Regions from separate parts of the Mus musculus genome. Here region 2 is linked to region 1. A link is a contact called in public HiChIP or PLAC-seq data. All regions are on one chromosome and are shown on one strand. The core of a region is the stretch at or near the end of the contact, and the rest is flanking DNA. Distances in the headings are between cores, read along the strand shown.

What was found. HiChIP or PLAC-seq counts read pairs in DNA pulled down with a chosen protein or histone mark.
Region 2: a contact with region 1 is called in an H3K4me3 HiChIP or PLAC-seq map of the SCID.adh cell line, with 16 read pairs. The contact joins the enhancer-like site here to the promoter of Ambra1 in region 1. A contact is called at or near these places in 4 of 39 promoter capture datasets (3T3-L1-derived adipocytes, HPC-7-derived erythroid cells, embryonic stem cells and 1 more), 6 of 484 Hi-C or Micro-C datasets (cerebellum, cortical neurons, cumulus cells and 3 more), 5 of 115 datasets of contacts at active chromatin or transcription factors (the SCID.adh cell line, cardiomyocytes and embryonic stem cells) and 3 of 9 other capture datasets (adipose tissue, liver and pancreatic islet).

What each region holds. Positions count from the first base shown.
Region 1 is chr2:91,728,757-91,734,815 of GRCm38.p6, reverse strand. It overlaps Ambra1 (autophagy/beclin 1 regulator 1), which reads right to left and starts at 4,678. Exons shown (of 18, transcript NM_172669.3): 1 at 4,437-4,678.
Region 2 is chr2:91,769,485-91,775,975 of GRCm38.p6, reverse strand. Ambra1 (autophagy/beclin 1 regulator 1) reads right to left here. Exons shown (of 18, transcript NM_172669.3): 6 at 4,999-5,065; 7 at 2,229-3,685. Among named protein-coding and RNA genes, the nearest start is that of Ambra1, 43 kb to the right of the region's middle. Within about 2 kb of position 2,600, at least 25 of the 459 cell types and tissues checked have an H3K27ac peak or open chromatin away from gene starts, as enhancers often do. A contact at or near this core is called in the SCID.adh cell line, where this site is marked.

The DNA.
Region 1 (6,059 bases), core at 3,429-5,928:
GTGACCATAACAAGAAACGCACAGCCATGAGCTTATGAGGAATGGAGAAAGAAACAAGGATTACCATGACTAAAGGCACTTCAGTTTGTTGTACTTTTGAGCAGGTTTCCTTGTTTTTGTATGCTACTCCACAGGACAAAATATTTATAGCCCACTCCAAAATAACTCTTTCAAGACTGAGACCTGGGCTGGTGAGATGGCTCAGTGGGTCAGAGCACCCGACTGCTCTTCCAAAGGTCAGGAGTTCAAATCCCAGCAACCACATGGTGGCTCACAACCATCCGTAACAAGATCTGACTCCCTCTTCTGGAGTGTCTGAAGACAGCTACAGTGTACTTACATATAATCAATAAATAAAATCTTTAAAAAAAAAAAAAAAAAAGACTGAGACCTATCTTTTTTGAAAGACCTTGATATGTTGATATGTTAACACCACTTTAACTTTGTTTTGGTTTTTGGAGCAAGGGTTTCTGTGTGTAGCCTTAGCTGTCCTGGAACTCACTCTTTAGACTAGACTGGTCTCAAACTCAGATCTGCCAGCCTCTGCCTCCCAAATGCTGAGATTAACGGCCTACACCATCAGCACTCAACAGCAAGGCTTTTTTCCTAATTTATTTAAAAGTAAGATAGATGAGGAGGAAATAAATTGAGTTAAACTATCCATTCATAATGATACTGAATGAAGTCCATAAAAATTTAGATTCAGCATCAATAAAGCAAGATAAAAAGGATCACCAAAAGAATAAAAGGCCTATAATTTCCCTCACACACACTGAAAATATATTACAAATTATACAGTATAAAAACATAAGGTTGGGGGCTGGAGAGATGGCTCAGTGGTTAAGAGCACTGAGACTGCTCTTCCAGAGGTCCTGAGTTCAATTCCCAGCAACCACATGGTGGCTCACAACCATCTGTAATGGGATCCGATGCCGTCTTCTGGTGTGCCTGAAAACAGCGATGGAGTACTCACATAAATAAATAAATAAATCTTTAAAAAAAAAAAAAAAAAAAAAAAAAAAAAAAAGGTTGCCAGGCATGGTGACGCATGCCTTTAATCCCAGCACTTGGGAGGCAGAGGCAGGTGAATTTCTGAGTTTGGGGCCAGCCTGGTCTACAGATCTACAGAGTGAGTTCCAGGACAGCCAGGGCTACACAGAGAAACTGTCTCGAAAAACCAAAAAAAAAAAAAAAAAAAAAAACCACATAAGGTTTTCAGGGCTGGAGAAATGGCTGAGTGGTTAAGAGTACTAGCTGCTCTTCCAGAGGACCTGGTTGTTCAATTCTCACAACTGTCTGCAACTCCAGTTTCAGGGAATCTAACACTGACACAGTCATAAATGCAGGTAAAACACCAATGCACATAAAATAAATAAACATTAAAAAAGGGGGGCTGGTGAGATGGCTCAGTGGGTGGGAGCACCCGACTGCTCTTCCAAAGGTCCAGAGTTCGGGTCCCAGCGACCACATGGTGGCTCACAACCATCTGTAGCGGGCTCTGACTCCCTCTTCTGGTGTGTCTGAGGATAGCTACAGTGTACTTACTATAATAATAAATGAAAAGTCTTTAAAAAAAAAAAAACATTAAAAAAGAAAAAGCATTTTCTCTTTTAGTTAAAAAAAAGAAAGCAGTTTATTTCAGTAACTCTGGTCCAGGCCACATTCCAGAACACATTCAGAAGCTTTCGTCTTTCTTGTCTCTGTTGTTGGTTTCTGTTGTTGTTTCTTGAGGAAGTCTCAGGATGTTAACTCAGGCTGACCTAGAACTTACAATCTTCCTGCCTCAGTCTCTCTGGAGTGTTGGAATTTAAAGTATGTACTGCCACAGCTATTTGAAGCTTATATCTCTTTTTTTCTTTCTTTCTTTCTTTCTTTCTTTCTTTCTTTTTTTTTTTCTGAGAGGGTTTCTCAGCCTCGAACTCAGAAATCCGCCTGCCTCTGCCTCCCAAGTGCAGGAATTAAAGGTGTGAACCACCAACACCAGGCAGCTTATATCTCTTAATTATCCACAAGAACCATCTTATGAAAATACAGAATAACTCAGTCATAATGTGAACATTTCTGAAATCCCAGGAAACAGCCCAAATTGACTTCAGTAATTGTCAAGCAGTGGTTCACACTGGTAATCCAGTAACTGAGGTGGAGGCAGGAGGATCAAAGAGCTCAGGCCGTCCTCAGCTGCACAGTCAATGAAGCTAGCCTGGAATATAAGGGATCCTGCCTCAAAAACAGCAACACACAAACAAAAAAAAGCATACAAAAATGAATCAAGTAGCCAGGCAGTGGTGGCTTACACCTTTAATCCCAGCACTTGGGAGGCAGAGGCAGGTGGATTTCTGAGTTCGAGGCCAGCCTGGTCTACAGAGTGAGTTCCAGGACAGCCAGGGCTACTCAGAGAAACCCTGTCTAAAAAAAAACAAAAACCAAACAAAAAAAAAAAAACAAAATGGCTCAGATTACTATCAAGCCAGATGACCTGAATTCACTTGGGAACCGTGTGCCAGAGAGAAATGACTCCTGGAAATTGTCCTCTGACATCCATATGCATGCATGGCATGCCCATGTGCAGACAGACACACAGACACACAATCAATCATTCCATCAATCACCTTCATTTAAGTATTACTGATCTCAGGGGTAGGGATGTAGCTCTGTGGAAGAGCACGTGCGTGTGACCTTGGGTTCAAAATTCCCAGCACTTCTAAAGGCGAGAAATAATAATAAACCTCACTGACCTTACACATACATTAAAGGAAAAATTAGAGAAACAATGTAAAATTCTATCATCTTTCTAAAGTTCCTGAAGCATCTTTTTTCTTTTTTTCTTTTTTTTTTCGAGACAGGGTTTCTCTGTATATCCCTGGCTGTCCTGGAACTCACTTTGTAGACCAGGCTGGCCTTGAACTCAGAAATCCGCCTGCCTCTGCCTCCCAAGTGCTGGGATTACAGGCGTGCGCCACCACGCCCGGCCTGAAGCATCTTAAAACTGTGCAGAAACTGATTTTCACAATCTATACACCCTTAAAATCAACTCTCCTATGACTTCTATATAGTGTGGAAACTTACCCAACATCAAACAACCTCCAAGACTTTTTTTTAGGATCAAGACATTTGATTAAATGAAATTAACAAAAACACTTAGACCTTAAGGCCTTGAAAAAGAAAAGAGAGGGCTGGCGAGATGGGTCAGCGGGTAAGAGCACTGACTGCTCTTACAAAGGTCCTGAGTTCAAATCCCAGCAACCACATGGTGGCTCACAACCACCAGTAATGAGATCTGACACCCTCTTCTGGTGTGCCTGAAGACAGCTACAGTATACTTACATATAATAAATAAATCTTTAAAAAAAAAAGAGAGAAACAGTAAAGTTCACAAATGATTCATCTTCAATTATGTTTGAATAATTTCTACACAGACTTTTGAACTCTTGAATAAAATGACTAAATCACTAACCAAATAAAAAAAAGTTTCAAAAGAGATTCCTTGGATTCCCTCCTAGAAAAGACCTCCACAAGACAAGAACCTGAATTCAAAGTCTTAACCATCTTAAGCATCTTCCATCTTGCACTAAGTACTTAACACCATAGCAGAAAGTTTCAGAACAAGCTGAAGAGTGGAATCAGTATTAATCAGAAGTAAAGTGGAAGTAAACAAATTATTTATGAGTAAACAAAACTAAACTATCCTTACTACTTTTGCTAAAACGATACAAACTTCGAAAAAGCAAACCCAGTCAAAAACATCACTTGCTCCCTTAATGTCTGAAGCCTCCAGTAACACAATATATGTTTCTAAGAAAGAAGAGTTCCAAAAAGTCAAATGAGAGACTGTTAAGTAAAAAGTGACCAGTAAAATGGGAGAATTGTGAACTGTTAAAGACAAAAAAAAAAAAAAAAAAAAAAAAAAAAGAACCTTACAGCACATTTAATGATCTGTCGAGGTCACAGGGAAAAGTCACGTCCCCTACCTCAGCCTCGGTTTCCCTACCCCAAAAGACTATAAGTGATATTTCGTTCCTAGGAGCTGGAGGGCCTAGTTTCAATAGCCTCCACCTACTCAAAAGGGCACTCCGAGGCTGAACTCAGTAGGGGTCCCCAGTGCAACTGAGCATGACATCCGGAACCGGAGTTGTAGGAAAGGAGAAAGGGAATAGGGTCTAAGAAAGCCAAGTTCCTACAATCTAGGGGTGACGACACGCGTCCAGGACCCGACATCCCCTCTCTACGGAACCCGGCCGGCAGCTTCAGCATCTCTCCCTCCTTCCGGCTTCTCGCTCAGTTCCGGGCCGCCCTCCGGCCGCGCCCCCGGGCGCAACCCCCTTCACAACGCGCACCCCGGCGGGCCGCGCGCTCGCCCACCGGCCGGCGCTAAGGTCTCCTCCTGCCTTGGGCGGAAGGATGCGGGACCGGGCCTCCCAGGCTCCTCCCGGGCCTACCTGCGAGGAGAGTGAGAGCTCGGCCCGAAAGCCAGCGAGCGCACGGAGCCACGGACGGAAGGCGGGGAGAGGCCGAAGAAAGCGAGGGGTCCGCTCGACCGACCAGCGGAAGAAAGCGGCCAGAGCCCGGGGCCTCCGGGATAACTCAGTCCAGGACCTGGCACAGCCGCCGCCGCTCCGGAGACATCAACCAAGAAGACGCCGCAAAAGATCATCGAACACACGAACGCCCAGACATCAAAGGAAGAGCGCCCCAGCAATCGTTCAAGGCACTGCAGCCGAGTGCCGAAACATTGCTCAGCTCCTGCTGCAAATCCGGCTGCCTTCCTAGGCATAAATAAACAAATCCAGATCATTAAACTATAGCGTAGAGTAGGCTGGGATTCTGCCATTTTCTGTTGGTGACAGAGTGTTAAAGTAATTTAGAGAACTAAATTTTTGAGACAGGAGCACGCTTGTAATCCCTGCTTTTTTTTTTTTTTCCTGGTACTTTTTTTTTTTATTACGTATTTTCCTCAATTACATTTCCAATGCTATCCCAAAAGTCCCCCACACCCTCCCCCCGTAGTCCCTGCATTTTAGGAAAGGAGGCATGAGGATTTGGAGTTCAAAGTCATAGTCAGTTAAGCACAAGGCCAAACTGGACTATATGAGACCTTGGTGGTTTTTTTTTTTTGTTGTTTTTTTGTTTTTTTTTTTTTTTTTTTTTTTTTTTTTGGTTGGTTGGTTGGTTTGGCTAGGTTTTGGTTTTTGTTTTGTTTTTTGAGTGTGTGGTTTTCGAGACAGGGTTTCCCAAGTGCTGGGATTAAAGGCATGCGCCACCAAAGACCTTGTTTTAAGTGAAAAAGGAATTAGCCTTTTGTGAGCACATTGATTGAAGATAAATCATAGCAGAATAAAGCTCGTCTTAATAGTTCAACGACTGCCGTACACTTAGAGACTTCTCACACTACTTGTCCCAGTTGAACAAATGACTTTACCACTTTATTCTTGGTTTCCCCTCAGAGCTGAAGAACAATCGCTATGAATGCTCCAGGTCAGCTTTAGAAGAATATCCAAGAGAAAATGGCACACCTTAATGTGGGAAGGGAAAGTTCCTGTACCTTGTTTTTAAATTTTTATTCTTTGGTTTTGTTTTGCCAGACAAGGCTTCTCTCTGTGTACCCTTGGCTGTCCTGGAACTGGTTCTGTAGACCAGGCTGACCTCCAACTCACAAAGATTTGCCTGCCTCTGCCTCCGGAGTGCTGGGATTAAAGGTGAACACCACAACCTCCCAGCCTATTCTATTCTTTCTCAAAAAAAAAACCACTTACTTCTCTTTTATTTTCTTCCAAGGATCTAAAGCCACAGTCCACAGTGTGCTTTTAGTTAGCTTCGTAGCTAGTTCACTAAATAGTTTTTAGAGACAGGATTTTGTGTGGCACACACACTGGTCTTGAACTCTGTGTATCCAAGAATGGCTTTGAAATTCTGATGTGCTTGCCTTCCTGTTCCACATTTGCAGTGTGCCTGAGGGAGTGTGAGAGACTGCAGTGGAGGCTCACACTCTATAGCTTGGCTGGCTTGGAACTCACTATGAAGCCCACGCTGACCTCAAGCTCACAGCAATCCTTTTGCCTCAA
Region 2 (6,491 bases), core at 1,351-3,850, 43 kb before region 1:
TCTCATTAACTGGTATCTCTAATGCTCTGTATACAGGGTTTATTTTAAGCCATTTGGGCATTACTCAGAAGGACACCACATGAGAAGTACTATTAAAGATGGGCAAGTGCTGACTAAAGGCTCAGTTATTTTGGAGGCGCAAAATGATAAGCTCCAGTAGTTGAAGATAACCCTTCTCTTGACTGCCTTTAATAAATTCTGAGTGCCAACAACATGCCAGGTACTCTGCTGGATGCAGAAGAACAGAGTCCCAGGCTCCTGATGTGGGCCCTTAAGCAAAGGTAAATATTCCAAGCAAGGAATTCAGAGCTGTTCCCGAGAACTGGCTTCATTCATTCAGGCACAGAAACAACCCAATTACTCTGTCTATTTCTGACGTTCAGTCCACTATTCTGCATGCATTATATATTTTCTCCTTGAGAATGTGCTATTACCCTAAAAGAAAAAGGTCTTTCCTTTTCCAAGTCTTACCAACATTTCATTACTGAACATTATATAACTTTTTTGGGTAATAGCTCCCTTTTATTAAAAATCAAACTAATTTTTTTGTTGGTTTTTTGCTTAGTCTCTATTTTAGTATCAGAAGTACACAAAGAAGCACCAGCTTGGAGATGGTAAGAAGGCTAAGCAGGTTAAAAGTGCTGGCCACCATACCTGATGACCTGATGATCCCAGGATTTTTACAGGGCATTAAAAGATAGTCAATTTCTGAAAACTACCGTCTGACCTCTTATACAAATGTCATGGCACATACACCACCACCCCAATGTACACAATAAATATAGATATGATTTTTTAAAAAAAGATTTATTTATTATTATATGTAACTACACTCTAGCTATCTTTAGACACACCAGAAGAGGGCACTAGATCTCATTACGGATGGTTGTGAGCCACCATGTGGTTGCTAGGATTTGAACTCAGAACCTTCAGAAGAGCAGTCAGTGCTCTAAACAGCTGAGCCATCTCTCCAGCTCCCAGATGTGATTTAAAAAAAAAAAAAGTAGTACTAGATCGTCTACACTTATGACAGATTTCATGTAAATATGTCTTGCCTCCATAGTAAAAGTGTATATTCCAGTGGGCACAATGCCTAGCACAGTGCTGGAAAAACTATAACCATTCCACTAGTGTTTATTGACTAAATGACTGACGAAAGCATCCTCCAAAAATAACAAGTACACGATGTGCACAATCTATATTCCCACCCTAGCTTATGTCAGAAAAATTTCAGTTGCTCAGCAGAGGATATAATGTACAGCAATATGCTGTTTGGCTCCAGTATTCTGGGAATTGGTGATTATGCTAGATTTGACCTTTACATAATCACTGAAAGAAGCCCCTAATAAATCAAGATAGCAGTGCACATAGCCATTCATGGAACACGTGTTGGGTAGTTTATTATCCTACTCTGTTTCCCTCATGAGAGCTCTCTCCGATGACAATTCTTGTGCGGAGAGGCCTTGCTTCCATGAATTCTTTTCTCCCATCCCAAGATAATATTAACCTGGAAGATCCATTCAAAGAATTTTGGGTGTGATACAGGCTTTGAGTTTAATTTCTACCACCATCAAAACTAAACCAAACCCAACAAACAAACAAACAAACAAACACCCTAGATGAGTAGCCCAGAGACTATCGAAAAACACAAGTTTGGTAAATTAAAAAAAAAAAAAAAAAAAAAAAAAAAAAAGCAAAAAAAGCAAAACACTTTCCTATGGAATTCTTCACCTATTAATTGAACTAGAGTTGTTAAAAAATATATATATTCAAAAAATATCTAGCACAAAATGCTGAACAAAATATCTGTCCCCACTGTAGGTCTTTTTAAAAATTCTCACTATAAATAGTCCTTTGGAACACAGTCTTATCTCAACAAGTAGTCCTATATCTATGATATTTCAAAGTCAAAAGTCAAGGCAAAAAAAAAAAAACCCCAATGATTATATCTCCTCATGCTTCTTTAACCCAATCAACATTTCCCTTTTAAGGCTAAAACCAGAGCTTTGGGCTTAGACAAAAATAAACTAGTACAACAGTTAACTCACAGCACTAGGCCTGATGCTATCTCTGCCATCAAAGAAAGATTTCCCCAAAAAATGCAAGATCAGAACCAGATGCATGGGTCCCAGAGGCTTTATATAAGCCACAACCCTGCTAAGACTGAAGGACGATGGGCATTAAGGAGAAGAGGCGGGGAGGCAGAGCACAGGCCAGCAGCAGCTTACCTCCTGAGGGAGTCTTCCTCAGAGCTTTCTTCAGGCATATCTTGATGTAAGGCCTCCTGTGATACAGTTCCAGATCTGCTGGACTGGGTATAAATGCGTTCCCAGTGGCCTGTCTCCTGGTTAAAGGCCACCCCCACAGTCCTCTCCTCTTGTGAACTAGCAGAGCTGCTCAACTCCAGCCTGCTGGAGCTAGGCATTTGGCCCTCAGTCCGCTCAAGAGGTGGTAGCTGGTTGCCACTTGGTGGCATGCCCTCAAAGGTAGTGGAGACGTGCCAGGAAGAGCTAGCCTCACCAGATGAGTAGTTAGGTGTGGTTCTTTCCCAACGAAGGGTATCATTGTTGAAGGTTAGAAGATTATGGCAAGCACGGCATCGATTAAGGTGGCCCCGAGACAGGTTGGAGTTGTTCTCACTGCTGTGTGGGGTAGGCAGGTGGGAAGGACCTGGTCTCTCAGATTCAATATTATTGTTGAGCATTTCCTGGGCCTGTTGGGTCTGGGGAGTTTCCCCACTCAGGCTCTGATCCAGCTCCTGCAGCCTGTCATACTCCAAAAAGAAGCGTCTCAGGTCACATTGAAGCTCATGGCGAATGCTGCCTGAGTTGTTTTGGCTGGAACCATTCCCTCCATCTGACTCAGTTGCCAACCCTGATGATGGAAAACCCCTCCCTTCTGTGGCTGAAGTATACACAGATGCCTGAGAGCCACCTTCCTGCTGTCTCAGTACAGAAAGCAAACTCACTGAGGAGGCACTGGTCCTCGGTGGGGGCATAGATTCTACCTCAGAACGAGAGTTCAGAGTGAGTACTGTCCGGGTCCACTCAGAACCTGTCAGCCCAGGGGCTAGTTCTCTGTGATACCTAGAAGGGTGGCTAGACAAAGGGCCCCCCAAAGAGCGCCGGGTAGGACCCAGACTGAGGTTGCGGAGCGTGTTGCCCGCAGTGCTGCTCTGGACTGTACTGAAGGCAGACGGCCGGTTCAGGAGGCCCTGGTCCTGCTGCGTTGATGAAGCCTGCTCCGGGGGATGGAAGGGCTCGGTCTGTACAAAAGAAAAGGAAGGGGTAGTAGCTCTGGCAGAAGCAGGGGGGACACTGTCCTGGTGTGGCAAGAGGGAAGGAACTCGAGTGCCAGCACAGCGGCTGCAAAGGCACAGGATCCCAGGGTGCTGGCAGCACTCAACTGTGGTGGGGTAACTGACCCGCTGTCGGAGTCTGATGTAAGCGGAAGTCCTGGGACGCTCCGTGGAGGGCTGAGGGGGAGGCGGTGGGGGTGAGGGGGTAGCAGAATCTTGTACTGTGCTTTGCTCTCCCACCTGGATGCCAGAGGAACGGGAGGACAGCATGTGCAGGAAATTGTGGAGGAGAGGTGTCCGGCGAACTGGCTGTGATTGCAGGAGGGCACGTTGACGGTAATGAGATAACTCTGTTCCATCTATAGGGATTTCTGGTTCGTCATCACCCTGCAACATGGACCAGCAGGACAGAGTAGAGCACAACAGATAGAACCGCCAAACAAATCAAGAGAAACTTAAAGTTGACTGATAATCATCCAAGAAGAACCACCTCCATGGATAAGTAAAACCTCTCTCCCCATAAGGTAATGAAAACTGGCTTCAGATTCAAAACCACCATATGGTATTAAATTATTCATTTCCAATTGGCAACATATCTAAATGGGTACAGCTGGCAAAACAATTATTTAAAAAAGGCATCTCTGTGACATAGAAGCAGTAAGGGAAACAAAAGCAACCAGCCAGGGGCATACGAGTGATAAGCATGATGAAGACAAGTTATTTCCTTTTTATTTTAGATTTATTTGTACTTTACGTCTGAGTGTTTTTGCCTGTATGTATTTATGTGCATCACATACATGTATGGTGTCTATGGAGGTCAGCAGAAGCAATCAGATACCTAGAACTGGAATTCAAATGGCTGGGAACTGCTACATTGAGTGCTGGCATTCAAACCAGGTCCTCTGCAAAAACATCAAGTGCTCTTAACTGCTGAGCCATTTCTCCAGCCTCTGGCTACTTCTTTCTTTTTAAGATTTATTTTTAGAAGCCAGAGAGATGGCTCAGTGGTTAAAACACTTGTTGCTTTTGCAGAGGACCTGGGTTTGGTTCCCAGAATCCACATGGTGGTTACAATTGCCTGTAACACCAGTTCTAAGAAATCTAATCTTCTGGCCTCTGTGGTCACTACATAAACACATTACACAGACACACAATCAGGCAAAATTCCCACATATGTTTTTTAAAATTATAGTCTGTTTGTTTGTTTGTTTGTTTGTTTATGGATACGTGTGGGCCTTTGTGTGGGTATATGCCACACACATCTAAACACTGAGAACTGGCCAGAAAAAGGCATTGGATTCCTTGGAGCTAGAGTTATGAGCAGGTGTAAGTAGCCCAACAGAAGGGACTGAAAACTGAACTCAGGTCCTGTACACAACTTTTAACACCTGAGTCATTTCTGCAGCTCTGACAAGGCTTGTTTATCATGATTTATTCACAAAGGTTAAAAAATTGACTCATGTGAAAATTATGTCTGTAACTTTCAATATCATCAGAAATTAATTAAAATCTTGATGGAAAAGAATTACAGAAATGTTAAGAACTAAAATATAATCAGAATTGCATTTTAGTAATAATAAATTCATTATTATAATACATAATAGATATTTAATAATAAAGAAATAATAATAATCAAAATTAGAGTGCTAGTTTAGAAAATACCTCCCAATTCAGCTAGAGTTGGACTGTTAGACTCTTACCTGCTGATTAGAAGGGTTAACAATAGCTGTAAGTAAGTAGTGTCCAAGTGGATCAAATCTCACCAGGCTGAAATACAAAAGAATAAGAGACAAAGATCATGTTAACTGAGAAATGAAAATTGACTACCCCTTCATACTTTTAAAACTCTCTATTTTCTCCACCTCCCACTCTCTTCTAAAGACAGTTTATCTATGCAATCCAGGTCATCTTCACACTCACAAATGTTCTGCCTCAGATTCCTGAATGCTACACACCTACCTAGTCTTTCAAAAAACTTTTAAAGACAATAAAATAAGACTTTATGTTGTTTCCTAATGCGTTAAGAAACAGATTTCAGAGCTGGAGAGATGGCTCAGCAGTTAAAAGCAGTAACTGCTCTTCCAGAGGTCCTGAGTTCAATTCCCAGCAACCACATTGTGGCTCACAACCATCAGTAATAGGATCTGATGTCCTCTTCTTGTGTCTGAAGTCAGCTACAGTGTATTAATATAAATAAAAATAAATGAATATTAAATAGAAAAAAGGAGATTTCTTTTTTTTTCTTTTTTTCTTTTTTCCTTTTTTTTAAAGCAGGGTCTTATATACCTCAGGCTAGCTTACAAGTCAACAAGAAAAAAGGAGATTTCATTTTTTTTCTTTTTTCCTTTTTTTTTTTTTAAGCAGGGTCTTATATACCTCAGGCTAGCTTACAAGTCAACAGCTGGTTACAGAAGACCTTTAACTTTTGACTCTTCTGCCTTTACCATCTCAGCATTGGCATTACAGGTGTGCACCAACACACTCACCATATGTGATACTAGGGATCCAACTCTAAGCTTCATTCATGCAAGACAAGCTATTCTATTAACCTGGGCTACATCCTCAGGCCATGGTTCCAGTTTTGAAAAACATCCAGGCTCACATCACATTTAGCAGCTACACTAAATAAGTATCTGTTCAACATCTAAGAGCCCATTTAAATGGTAAATCAGAATGCTGCCACACAGATTCAGGTTTCCCTTCATAAAGCTGCTACACTTGGCAAAAAGTACTTACTCTAGTGACAACAAAGTATCAGTACAAAGTGATATGGCTGGAAGCCAGAAAACCAGTCTATATCCAGTCACAGTATGGTCAAAAGCAGCCAAAGAAAACAATTTATCCAGTCTAACTTAGGTAGTGTATATCTTGTTTCTGTAGTGCAGAAAACTGAATACAAGGCCATATATGTAACAGGCAAGAGCTGAACAATCTTACTACATCCCCAGCTATATTGTGGTTTTGATATTTTGGGTTGTTTTGTTTTGTTTTGTTAAGACAGTCTCACTATATAACTCTGGTTATCCTGAAACTCACTTTGTAGACCAAGACAGCCTCAAACTCACAGAGATCCACCTACCTCTGCTGGATCTACCTACCAAATGCTGAGATTAGGGTGTGGACAACTACATCTAGCTTGGTATTTTGTTTTTTAAGACAGAGTCTTGTTAACTAGTCCAGGAAGACTTAGACT